2 separate regions of the Mus musculus genome follow, and region 2 is linked to region 1. The links are chromatin contacts, called in public HiChIP or PLAC-seq maps. All regions are on one chromosome and are shown on one strand. The core of a region is the stretch at or near the end of the contact, and the rest is flanking DNA. Distances in the headings are between cores, read along the strand shown. Region 1 has its middle 34 kb from the start of Gm41474. Region 2 overlaps 4930578N18Rik (RIKEN cDNA 4930578N18 gene).

Region 1 (6,858 bases), core at 1,663-4,162:
GAACAATTTATTAATTCCTGTCACTCCCCATTTACCACTTGGTTTTAAAACTGGCCAAATTGGGCTGTTGAAATAGAAGCTTTGAGTTGGTTCAATTACTTCTTCCTTTAGTAGGGTTTTAATGGTTTCAGATATCTCCCCACTTTCTCCTTTAACAAGTTATTTTGGCATAAATGAGGGTTTAACTGTTGGTAGCCTTATAGGTTCTATTTTTACTCCTGCTAGATTACATTTTACTATGGCAATCTTCTTAAAATTTAGAAAATCAAGAAAAAAAAATTAAAATTGTTGAGAAACTCAAAGTGTTTTCTGCTGCTCTGCAACATGCAAAATCCAAGGGAATTGTTTTGTTCTATACTATTAATTTTAACTTACATACTGTTATTATGGACTCTCCTGTCCTTTCTTGTATAATTATTTTTTCCTTTCTTGTTATAGTGTCTGGTGGGATATATATATATATATATATATATATATATATATATATATATATATATATATATACACATCACTGTGTCAATTAGCCATCTAACATTGTCTTCTCATTGTTATTTCTTTTGGGCAACATAACATATGGTTTTATTTGGTACGTGACTTGATTTTTGTTGAAAGGTATACATGTTTGCCTTCTTACAATGGGGCTGCTGATTGTTTCTTTGTACTGTGGCCACCTCTGTGGTGGCTTTCTGTTCCCTAAAACTGGCTTAGGTTTGTTCCTTCAAAAAGATCCTACTTGGTATACCCCCTCTGTGGGGTACTGTTTACAAACAGCAATGCAAGTTTTCTGCCACAGGGTCTAATATTTGTAAATGGTCTGAAAACTATGGTTGTTCTCCTTAATTCAGATGGCTTTAATTTTATATTTAATGTTACTACTCTTTCTTGGTCTAACTCCCTGTATCCGTTAAAGAAATCAATTACCTCAGAAATAGTTGTGCGATTTTGAAGGCGTCTTGCCAAATTAATTCTTTTGTGTGGTGGTTCCCCCTTAATTAAAATTGTTTTGAATTGTCGTAAAAATGGAGCAGCCTATGGTGTAACTACTTCATTATATATAAACCATACTCCTAGTTTTCTCACTAGCTGAATGGCCTCTTCTTGGAAAGTGTTCCATTTTGCTGCTGCTTCAAATTGTGTAAGGTCTAAGGATAGAAATGCATATACATCCAGGCTGTGGTTATCCAGCCCAGGAGAGGGTGTACATCGTCTCAAGCAGTGTCTAGAACTTTCTCTAAAGCTTCATACACTGCTGGTTTTCTCTACTATATTCTTAATTTTCCTCATCTCTAGTTCTGACAGCATTATGTGTCTGCTCTTTTTTTCCTCAGAGCTTTATCTTATAGGATGCATCCTTCATTCCATCATGGGCATATTCTTGGCTCAATTGACTTATTTCTTGAGGTGTGTATGGTCTAATTTCTATTTGCTTCTCATCTCTATTACCAAATAATATGAATCATCTAGATATATTAACCTTCCAAGATGTCACTGTGAGGGATATGGCTGTCTTGCCTAGGTCCGGGGTTAGAGTAACATCTTTAATGGGATTGTTTGCCAGCCCCTCCATTTCTTAGTTATATTAGCTGTCTTTATCTATGTCCACTATGGTTTTCATAAGTATTGCTGGGACTTCTTTACTAGCCGTGTGCTCTAGCAGTGGCTCTACTACTTGTGGATTTGTTAGAGGTACCTCAATCTTCACTTCCTTAAACCCAAGTTTCTTTTGGTTGTTCCAAACCATTTTCTCTCTGTGGATCTGTGGCATCTGAACTCCCTTCCGTGGTTTTGAAGCCACTAACTAGTTCCTTCATTCTGATGTTAATATATATGCTAGGGAGTATAGAGATTTAATAGTTTTCTTTTTTTATATACTACCCAAAGTGAATTTGGGGGTAGCTTTCTTACTACTTTTTCCAATAATTTATCTGCCCTTCTCATGAGGCATTTGGCTAGGCATTCTCGGATGGGTTTTCCTGTACCTTCCCCTCTTCCTGCTACATAGGCAGCAGTTGGCATCCAGGTGCTGGTAATATTCTTTCCCTGCACCTTTCACTCTCTCTACCTCGAATGCAGCAGTTGGGATCAGAGTATTGGTGATCAGCTAATGATGAGGTCCTTCAACCTGCACCCTGGCTCTTCCTACCACCTCAGCAGCAGTTGGCTTCAACAGCAGTAGGCTTTGGGGTGGTGATCCCTTCTTTCACTTTCTTCCTTACAGCTCTGGCTAGTTCTGCACCTGGGCTGTAATTAATTTTGTACAACCAGAGGCCATTACCAATTTGGTGAAACTTAGAATAATTGGGACTACTATGGTCCTTAGAGGGTCCAGTTTCCTTCTCAGGATTTTGCCTTATGGTAAAATGATGCCAACTATGCCAACTGTCATGATCCATGACCAGCTTAAGGCTGGGAAGGAGAGACAGAGTCCAGATAATGTTTGATCTCAAGGGTTATTCACTACAATGGCAAGTATCAGTTCACAACACATGCATAGAGTGCCTGACTCAGAAGGAAGTGGCGGAGAGACTCACAAGCAAGGCTGGCTCATCACCACAATGACTAATGTCAGTTTACAACACGTGCATGGGGTATTTGAGCAATGAGCAAGTGGCCTAAAGGCTTGCACTCAAACTGTCCCTTACTCAGAGTGTCCCAGGTGGCAGCTTTTTCCTCTGGATCCTCTCATCTCCATGCAGCCAGGGTGGCAGTCAGTTTTCCTCTGGTCAGAGAGCCAGATAGTATGACAATCTTCACTGTGGAAGTATCAAGGTTTCCTCCTGCCTGCTGTGAGCTTCTGTTTTTATTAGCTACAAGGGGCAGTCACTCCCTAGCCTTACATCATTACATAGCACTTCATTTTTATTTGCTCTCCACTGAGCTGACATGAGCTGGAGAGCTGCTGTGAGCTGGCTGCTCATGCAACTCTTATCTACTACACACAGCTGACATGAGCTAGCTGCTCCTTTCTGTGACATCCAACTCAGCCCTGTTCTAATTTTTTTTTTATTAACATGCTGTCTACATAAGAAAATTAAGTTGTCTCACTGAGCTAGGCTTTATATTCTTTTTAACCTAAGATTATGCCTCTGATGCCATTATTGGTATAATATTAGACAAGTAAAATGGTCAGATGATAGGAACAAAAAAAGTATTGTATTGATCCACACTTTAAAGATATGTCGTTTTCAAATTTGTTTGTAGGAAAAAGTCTGACCTAAGAGATCCATGAACTAATATGAAATTCAATGTAATCCACCATAGAAAGAAACATGGAAAAAAAAACCTACATGATAATCTCAGTAGGTGCTGAAGAAGCCTTTAACAAAATATCACACCTCTTCATGATAAAAGTCTTGGAGAGATCAGGCATACAGTCTCCTTATCCAAACACAATACATAAAGGCACTACATAGCAAGCCAATAGCCAATGTCAAATTAAATGGACAGAAACAAAACAATTCCACTAAAATCGAGACTGTTCACTCTTTCCATATTTATTCAGTACTTGGAGTTTTAGCAAGAGTTATAATAGAACTTAAGATATCAAGAGGATACAAATTGGAAAGGAAAAAAATCAATATATTGGTATTTGCAGATGATATGATAGTATAAATAAGTAACCCCCAGAATTCTACCAAAGAATCAGAGAACTCCCATAACTGATACCTATTGAACTATACAATTTTAAGTGCTTTATAATAAACACAATGAAGAAATCTCTACAGGCAAGAGGATGCATGGACAAATACTTTACCCTTTCTTCATTCACCATACACATATGTGATTGCTGAAGATTCGTTACAGACAGGGTTTGTTCAAAATCCAGGTAGTTCCACAAGTCATTCTATTTTATGTTCCTTATTATTCTAAATCAGTGATTGTCAAACTGAATTAATACGGAATTAGAAATTCAGATACTAAGGATTGTGAACATATGACTTCTTTAACCATTTCAATGTATTCTTAATTATATCTTTGGGGATTTTACATTCTTATACATTAATTAAAGATTACCTGAAAATTATCTAAAACTTTGCAAATATTATCTATACTAACATACTCCCCTATATTTCTATGAACTACAAATATTATCATCTTTAGATATGTTATTCTGTGGGATAAGTGGACTGGTAAGGTTGAATGAGACCAAACCTGGTGAATCTCAGATTTGAGAACAGTAGGAGTGGGGCCAACTCCCTGCCTAACTCTACTCCCTCTGGAACATGTAACCACAGCGCCCCACTGAGAGAACCATGGCAATCAGTCATGTAGCATAAAAACCTGGAGTTCTCTATGTTAATGTAGCATCTAGATAGGCCCCAAGCATTCAGCCAATGAGCTTCTCTTCCTGGGCGTTCCTTCTTGCAAAAGGTATTTAATACCTGGTACACCCTGAGTAAGGCATATGCATTCACATCCATCATCAAACAAAGCAGTCTGAATAAACAAGGAAAAATCTCTTCATCAAGGAACCCTTGGGGAGGCCTCCATAGTAGACACCTCCACCTAAATCTCCTGGAGAAGGCCTTCTCTCTTCCAGCCCCTCCATACTCTTTGACTCAGGATCCAACTGGGTTCTATCCCATACACAGCCTCTGTCTTCCCCATCTTCCCCTTCATGCCGAGTGGGTGTGGATGCCCTGAGGGGTAGTGGGCCCAGGACCCCATTACTGGCTCACAGCACTATGCCAGCCAGTGGCGCCTGGGTATACAGGACACTGGGAACTACAGCAATCATCCCGGACTCCACTGTTTCCCACTCTGAAACAATAGGGACTGAGGATCACCATTGTGGACTGTGTTCTGCCTCCCCTGAGCAGCGTGCAGGTGGCACTCCAGGGACTCCACTGGATAGGCAGGATGTGACCCAGCACTATCTAACAATGTAAGTCTGTCCATATCTTGGTAATCAGATGGATGACTGGTCTACAGATTTGGGCTCAAAATGCCAAGGTTGGAAGCACAACACTGATAACGATGATTGCAGAGACATAGCCAAGAAAGACAGACATGGAAGACTTGCACTACAAGCCCTCCACTCTCCACAAACCTACCAAATAGTAACGGCCTAAACAGGAAGCCATGGAAGAGAACTCTTTAAAAAAAACTGTGATAGGATGCTGAAGTGTTGCTTTCCGCAATGTATGGCTTCCAGAAGGTGTGAGAGAGGTGAACGACTCATCTCTATTTAAGGGGAAGGCCACTGAGAGTTTTCCCACACTCCAGTGAGTTGAGAGATACATAATACAAATTGGATTCTATTTTTTAAATTTTGCTGGGGAAGGGGAAGTCACAGGAGAGGAGTAGATAGGAAAGGATTGGGAAGAGATTGTGATAGGGGGATATGATGTGAAATCCCCAAAGATTCAATAAAATATTATGTTAAATAAAAGTAAAAAAATGATATCATGTTGAGGTTGTTAATTTTCACAACCAAAATTACCATTGAATTTTGTGCCTTTTTGTATGGGTGTGTAGAGGAATTAATTTCTCCTGCTTGTAAAACGACTGTTGCTTTCAAAGAGAGAATGTAACAATATCTAGGGTGATGATGGAATTTATCCATTCTAGGACAAGTTTAGAGTTGTATTTGTTGGGGTCAAGTAAGGCATTGCTTTATATTTATTGGATGTTGTTGGAGGAATTAAGGTAAAAACTGCACTGAAATTATTTAAGATTGTTTTCCATTTAAGTTATTAGATTTGAATTTGAAAATATTTTTAAAAATATGTTAGCTTGATATCAGTAAACTATCACACTCTTTTCATGACATCAAGGAGCAAGGATAATGGATGGACAGGATCTCCAGGTTTTAGACATGCCTCTCTATTTACCAATGGAGAAAGCAGGTCACAGAGCTTAGATCATACCTAGTCTCAGACCCAAAAGAAAAATACAAAGCAAGGGTTTCTTTATTTCCAGAGCAGCATGCTTTATACAGCACAAGGATGTTTGATAAAAGGTACTCTTTGAAATGGTGATATATAAAGGATGGAAGCGACATGATAGCTATCAGAGTTTGGGGAGTGTGGGGCACACAAATGACTTAGAAAGCTCCATCAGTGGAAACTGTTACCATTAAATAGATGGCAGGCATTCTTGTCTAACAAGCTCAACAGGATTGCAAATGACTCATGAACTGTGAAGAAAAGTGAGGGGCCTGTGTCCTCTCAGTCCTGACAATATGTATTAGAGGTCGTCACGTTTTTTTACTTGTATTTGCTACATATGAGGTTATATTCTGTTTCTCTTGGGTTCATGTCATGCATAAGTAAAAATAACCCTGGCCTCCTAGAGGCAAAAATGGTAAAAATGTAAACCCAAATATCAGACTCTGAAACACACACTTATGAACCAAAGTGATGCCTGTGATGCCCTTGAAGTAGACACGTCTATGGCATCAGAGCACAGCTCGCTCCAGTCATGAACACAAGAATTTATAGAATGTGAGAGACTTTCTACATCATATTAATGACAGGATGTGCCACAGGACACTGAGGTTATTACTAGTGTTGTTAGCTCAATAGTTCCAAAGTCTCTGGATGTTAAACAATTGAGGTGTTTGCAGTCTTCACCCACCCACATTGTGGTTGGTGAGCCAAATTGTTTTAAGAAATAACATAGGACACATCAAAGCTAAAGAATTTAAGTGATGGTGCCAAGGCTGCAGAAGTATCTATTTTTCTTTCCACTATGCCTACCAATATTTAAATGATGGATGAATTATTTCTTCAACATTGGTTTCTAGTATAAGAAAATTTCCTTTCCTAAATTACCAAGGGGACACATTTATTCCTAGTCACTACAATGGCCAGGACATCTCTTCTGAGTATTCTAAGCCATCAGATATATTGTATT
Region 2 (6,858 bases), core at 2,863-5,362, 430 kb before region 1:
GATGGCGACTCTGACAGAGATCCAGGATGGCTGAAATGCAGAGAATAAGGGTCTGTGACGGGTCTAATGCCAAATGATACAGCCACTACCCCTAAGACTGAGGGACCAGACACTCCAGGAGAGGGGGAAGATGTTGTAAGAGCTGATGGATCCAGATGCTTGTTGCTAGATATTATATCCTAGGAAACATGCACCCATGACTGAATAAGACTGGCTGAGATGGGATGACAATTATCAGTTGATATGCTAATGTGAGTGGAAGAAATTCCACAAAGTCGGACCCCTTGATGCAGAGCTGTGGGCAACAGATGGTTGCTGAGAAGAGAATCAGTTCTTTCCAGTGATGAGTCATCACATAAGCTGTTGAATTCCAGGTGGTTAGCCATGGACACATGTACATGTGAGCAAAAGTGAATGGACACAGTAGGTTGTATATATAAATGTATATACATGTACATGATGTATAGTACATATACGTACAAATGTAACATGTATGTATTTGTATATAACATTGTATTATATGTGTGTCTATATATATGGCAGTAATAATTTCAAAAGAACTCATCAGTTTGGGAGGGAGAATATGGAAGTAAGGTGATAAGGGGTGGGGGTGACTTGTGCATACAGTTCTCAAAAAGTAAAACTCCATTGTATGAAATTTTCAAGGAGTTAATAAAAATATTGTATTTAAAAAAAAAAACCAACACTTTTAGGGCTTGGAGAGATGGCTTTGTTGTGGAAATTGTTGAAGACCTGAATATAGATCGGCAGCGTACAAAAGCTAGATGAGGTTTTTGTTCCAGTCTGGAACCTCAGCTCTGGGGAGTCCTGCCAGCAAGTCTATTCATGCAGGTGAGCTCTGGGTTCAGACAGAGTCCTCTTCTCAAAAAATAAGCCAAAGATGGATTGAGGAAGATTTCTAGCATTAGCTATGAGCCTCCCCATGCACACATTTCCATGCACATCCATAAGCCTTTGTGCCTTCCATGTGCAAACATTATAAGAACATGGATACTCACACCTACACATACATGTAGACACATACACATGCATACAGACATGCAAACACACAGACACACACACATACATGGAGACATACACACATGCACACACATGTACACACACACACACACACACACACACACACACACACACACACATGATTAAATGTAAGCAAACTGCTGAGCACCACTGCTTATTCCAGGCAACCTTAAATGTGTCCAGAACACATATGTTACCTAGCCTAAACACTGGGCAAAAATCATCTGACTGAAACTGCATCTTATAATAGAACATTGAATATGTCATGTAACACATTGAAGATTTGTCTTACAAAAGCACTGGCTACCGTGAACACTACTAGAGTAATTTTAGGAACTGAAAGGCTAATTGGAAGTTGTGGCTATGGCCACTAGCTGGCTCCCAGGAGATATCATGACGTATACTCCTAGTCTAGAGATAATTCAAAATTCAAGGTAGGAATATCTGTTGAGTATTATCCAATCACTGTAAAAGTAAAAGTAGAAAAAAAAAATAGGTCCATCCTTGTAAAGTCAAGGACTGTCTGCCATGACTCTATTGAAGGGGTTCTTCTTCATAGTACGGGTTGACTTCAGAGGCAGCAGTCGCACCTCATCATGCTTGGTGTTCCTTCACACTCTGCATAAATATTTCCTGAGATGAATTCATTCGATAGACTTCACAAAATTGGGAGAGGCTAGGTACATTGCAATTTTAATATTGCATTTTTTGTATGTATAGCAAAAGCTAAATTATTCATATTGTCATTAAATTTTAAAAATAAATAACAATTAAATTTCTTGCCCATTAATCATCTGCAAATGAAAGCCAGCGAAGGCTGCTAGTCTACGTGGCTGTCTGCTTGGAGGACACGGATTTAAAAAAAAATACTATTTCCATGCTGGATAATCACTACACGGTGAAAAAAGGAGTCTTCTGAAAATTTACACGCAGAGGAGATGTTCTTTAAACTCTTTGTAAATTCTTTTCCATATTTCTTTTCTAATTACAAACATTATTTTATATAGTTTTTAAAATAGAAAATTCCTTCTTTATGCATAATACAAGTCTGTTCAGCCTTCTTGTGTTATATCACTACAAAAATATTAGCAGACATTTACTAAATGTTTGCTTTATGTCAGGGACTATTTAACGTACTTTATTTATAGATACATACACATATGATTTTACACACACGCGCGCGCGCGCGCGCACACACACACACACACACACACAAAATAAGTCATATATAATTCTCAAGGGTACTATGATATAATTACCATTGTTGACAGTGTTTGAAACATGGAAAAAGGAAGATCCCGGGTAAATTGGGAACTTGTCCAGAGATTTACAGATTCAGTTCTCACTGTCTGTCTGTTTACAGGCTGTGTCCTCCGGTTTTTCACATTGCATGCGGTGGGTAGAAATGAACTATAATAGAGTTTGTAAGAGTGCATATTTTCTACTCTGCAATAAGGCACAGCACCCAAGCTGAGCTCGGTGGCACGGTTTTGAATTTGGAGCTATGCTTTAACTATTTCAACTATCCGCACATCATGTTAACGCTGTAGCACGGAGTACAGTCTCACTGTGGAGCAAGTGCAAGCCCTGTTTGCCCCTGGATGAAATCCCCAAATAAAATGTAGAGGGAACAGACCCAGAAAACTACACCCGTTCTCCTCCTTTCTCTCCGAGTCAACTCCTTTTCTCTCTTATTGTATCTGCTTTTTACCAGTCACTTCTCTGGGTGAATTTGTTGGTGTTATTAGAAAATGCTTGCTTTACATTCATTTTATGCAGATTGTTATTTTAGACATATTTACATTTCAATCCTCATTCAGAGTACAGAGTTGCAGTTCAGCTTAGCTTTTTGCTGGATTATCCCAAAGTCCTTAGCAAACGAATTTAGATGACTGAGGATTTACTACACATTTCAGTCTGCTATTCCCCCACCATGATTGTTGTGTGTTAATTGAATACTGTTGATACTAATTCAGGGCTTGGGAAAACGGTACTTGCTGTCATAGGGCTTTTCCTTGACCTTCAAAAAATGTACCAGTCATTCTGATGAACACTTGCAAACTATTTTAGATTTCTTTCAATCCTCTTAGCCTTTGTAGATTATCAGATTCACAAGGATTACCCATCAAGAACCAAATGGCAGATGTCAGGGATTCCGGCTATCTCTCCTAGCATGCCCTAGACCATCACGTTTTTTTTACATTATTGTTTTCAAGAACTGTGGGTGCCGAGCAATGGAGAAGAATGTTGATTTTTGATGGAAAAAGTAGCAAGGTTAGAAGTTATTGTCCCAAACAACCTAGGAAGAATATATTTATTCTATTTAAAGATAAAGTAATCGAGCTAGGGAGATGGCTTGTATAGAGAAGTGCTTGCTACTCAAGTGTGAAGACCTGAGTTCACGTCTCTAGCACCCACTTAAAGAGGTGAGAAATCACATGTACCCATAATTTTAAGTCTGTGGGAGGAAGATAGAAACAGGAAGACCACTGAGACTCGCTGGCCACCAGCCTATCTGTAGGTTCAGCAAGAAACCCTGTCTCAAGGGAAGAAGAGTGAGAGATCAACATACAGTACCTTCTTCATAGGTTCACAAACATCAACATGAATATATTTGTGCATAGACCACACATTTACATACACAGACACACAGAGAAGGGTGTGGTATAGTTGTAAAGAATGAGTAATTTCAGCAAAATCCTTATTTCAGTGAACAGGGGAGCATGATAAGTTACATGTGTGTGCGTGAGATAGAGTGTGTGTTATGAGTGTGTGTGTCTCCTTCACAATATGTGAATATGAAAGGAAACTGTGAACAGACTCAGTACACTCGTCTAATGTCTATAATTGACTAAGAGACTACACAAAAGACAATTATGGGCAGACACTGGCTTTGAATGAACTGAAATGACGTCTTCCAGGGAGCATTTGCCAGCATTGGGCTTTGTAAATCACTCATTTAATGTCCTGGGAAGGCTGTTTCATTTCACAGGAAGTCAACATGATGAGTCGGACCTGACTCAGTCATGTTGGTGTGTGACAGTAACACTGGATGCTTGGTGAGGAGGAATTACCGCAGAATGGGGGAAATTTACATGAACCCAGCCTAAATAGATCATGCCTAGCAGTGCAGCTTCCTGAGAGAATAGTAAAGAAAGTTCGGATTGGCCTCAGCTTTCATCATAGCTTTGTCAGTCAGATGGATGAGCTTGCTAAGGTGAGCTCGTGTGAACTGCAGCTCTCTTCCTGCTGTCTTTCCTCTTCAAGACCAATGCTGTCATGATGCTTGTCTGTGCGTGTGCACATGCACTGCACACACAAGTGTGTGTCAGTGTGCATGTGTAACCAGCCTAGAAGGGGAGAGAAGAATAGGGGAGGCAGTGAGAAGAAGTTAGGTAATTGGTTCCTAAGAGTATTTGTGTGTGTGTGTGTGTGTTGTGTACGTGTGTTTGTGTCTGCATGCATGTGTACCGTCAACATTGTGTTTGTGTGAATTACAATCCATTCTGAGACCTTCTGAAGCTATTATTGCCTCTTCCAATCAGTTTCTCAGGAATTAAGTTTGACTCTTGAAGAGGCAGGCAACAGCCTGTACCATTTGTAAAAGTCCTCTGGTGATTGTGCATCCCTTAAAGGCCACTCCACAAACTCTGCACAGTGACATTTTAGCACACGGGCCTCCAGTGAGGACCTCTGCATTTTCTCTGCTAACTACAAAGAAAAATGAATCTCACAAATCAGTGGTGAGCTCATCTTAGGTCTTTACTGTATGTTTAGAAAGTTTGGGAAAAGTGGGACTGGGATTTTAAAGTCCATTCCATGCAAGACTTAGAGAAAGTTCTGGAAGCTCTAATAAACCAGATAAACAAACAAACAAACAAATCCAAAACCAAAACCAACCAACCAACCAAAAAATTCCAGACCATGTGTGTCAATTGCCTAGGAAGCATGGACTTGAGGACTTATACAAGAGATTTATGGACACCAATTAGACACACGAAAATAAGTAAAAACATCGAAGTAATATATGTTAAAGTGGAGATTGAGATAAGGGGTGTGCCATTAATCACTTATTTTAAAAATTAAAAAAATTTCAACTGTGATCACTCATTGTCATTCCTGAGATGACGGCCTTACGTCAGCAGCTTGCCTTGGTTAGTTTGGGGCCCTATGTTTGGTTTCCAAACTCCTGTGGCCTTGCAGCCCCTTTAACCTTAGCATTCTAGAACAGTGGGTCTCAACGTCCCTGATGTTGTCCCTCATGCTATGACCCTATATTTAATACAGTTCCTCATGTCGTGGTGACTCCAACCGTAAAATTATTTTTGTTGCTACTTTCTAACTGTAATTGTGCTACTGTTATGAATTGTAATCTAAGTATTTGTGTTTTCTGATGGTCACGGGTAAGCCCTGTGAGAAGATCATCCCATGCCCAGAGGGGACGCAACCCATAGACTGGGAACCTCTGCTTAGAACACTTGCTGCTCTAAGGCAGAGACACTCTTTTCACGACCATAACCTTATGATTTCTATGATCTACATACGAATCTAATTTCTTTCTGGGTTACCTGCTTCTTCTTACTCTGTAAGGAAAGAAAGGAGGAGTGAATTGGTTTCGAAGCATGCATGCTTGCTTTCCAAGGAAGGAGGTTAAATGCTATTGGAAGCAGTTGTGTTTAATGCTTAAAGTGGTCGTTCCTAAATTGGATGCTTGGCTGGTGATCAGAGATTCTAGGAAAGCATTTTAATTGATTACAGTGTTTGGCTTCAAAATGCCCTTGCATGTGCTTGGGAAATCCATTTTTTGGACATATATATCTTTCTTAAAGAAAATTCTCTCTGAGGGAACAGAAAAAGGTGTGAGGTCATGTTCTCTTCTAATTAAAGATTACACATTTCTTTTTCTAACATATATATTTTGTACCACGCACTTCCTTTTAACCTTTTTTTTATAGCATCTAGATATACATTTTGATATGTTCTTGTTTTCATGTTATGAAATTTAAAAGATAATTTAGGGCTGGAGATATATAACTTGGTAGTTGACACCTTGTTTAGGGATACAAGGTTCTGGCCTTAATTCATAGCAACACATTAAAGTTCTCTGCTGTTTAACTTGATCATTGATTCATAAGATATTTCAAAATACAGTGCTTGGTCTGTGTATATGATTACTGACGTGCGTGCTGCTGCTCATATCTGTGGTGGTGAAAGACCTCCTGTGTTTGGTCTTCTTTCTCTCTTTCTCTCTCTCTCTCTCTCTCTCTCTCTTTTAAATTAGATATTTTCTTTATTTACATTTCAAATGTTATCCCCTTTCCTAGTCCCCCACACCCCTAGGAATACTACTATCCCCTCTCGCTCCCCCTGCTTCTATGAGGGTACTCAAGCACCCACCCACCCACCCACCCACTCCCACCTCCCCACCCTGGCATTACCCTACACTGGGGCATGGAGCCTTTACAGGACCAAGGACCTCTCCTCCCATTGATGCCTGACAAGGCCATCCTCTGCTACATATATATGGCTGGAGCCATGGGTCCCTCCATGTGTACTCTTTGGTTGGTGTTTTAATCCCTGGGAGCTTTGGGAGGGGGGTCTGGTTGGTTTGGTTGATATTGTTGTTTTTCCTATGGGGTTGCAAAACCCTTCTGCTCAGTCCTTATATAAATATTTACATAACATATAAAGCATATATTACAGTACATATATGATATATCACATCCTTAGACAATTATATAAAATTAATATATTATGTGAAACTATCATGTTTCTAAATGAGGTTATCAATGTCCATTTCCACAGTCACACATTTAA

The links. HiChIP or PLAC-seq counts read pairs in DNA pulled down with a chosen protein or histone mark.
Region 2: a FOXA1 HiChIP or PLAC-seq map of pancreatic cancer cells shows a contact between it and region 1. The contact joins two enhancer-like sites. A contact is called at or near these places in 1 of 484 Hi-C or Micro-C datasets (bone marrow-derived macrophages) and 1 of 115 datasets of contacts at active chromatin or transcription factors (pancreatic cancer cells).

What each region holds. Positions count from the first base shown.
Region 1 is chr16:75,713,650-75,720,507 of GRCm38.p6, reverse strand. No RefSeq gene overlaps it. Among named protein-coding and RNA genes, the nearest start is that of Gm41474, 34 kb to the right of the region's middle. Within about 2 kb of position 2,912, at least 55 of the 459 cell types and tissues checked have an H3K27ac peak or open chromatin away from gene starts, as enhancers often do. A contact at or near this core is called in pancreatic cancer cells, where this site is marked.
Region 2 is chr16:76,146,940-76,153,797 of GRCm38.p6, reverse strand. It overlaps 4930578N18Rik (RIKEN cDNA 4930578N18 gene), which reads right to left. Exons shown (of 3, transcript NR_040575.1): 2 at 1-30. Among named protein-coding and RNA genes, the nearest start is that of Gm22268, 18 kb to the right of the region's middle. Within about 2 kb of position 4,112, at least 17 of the 459 cell types and tissues checked have an H3K27ac peak or open chromatin away from gene starts, as enhancers often do. A contact at or near this core is called in pancreatic cancer cells, where this site is marked.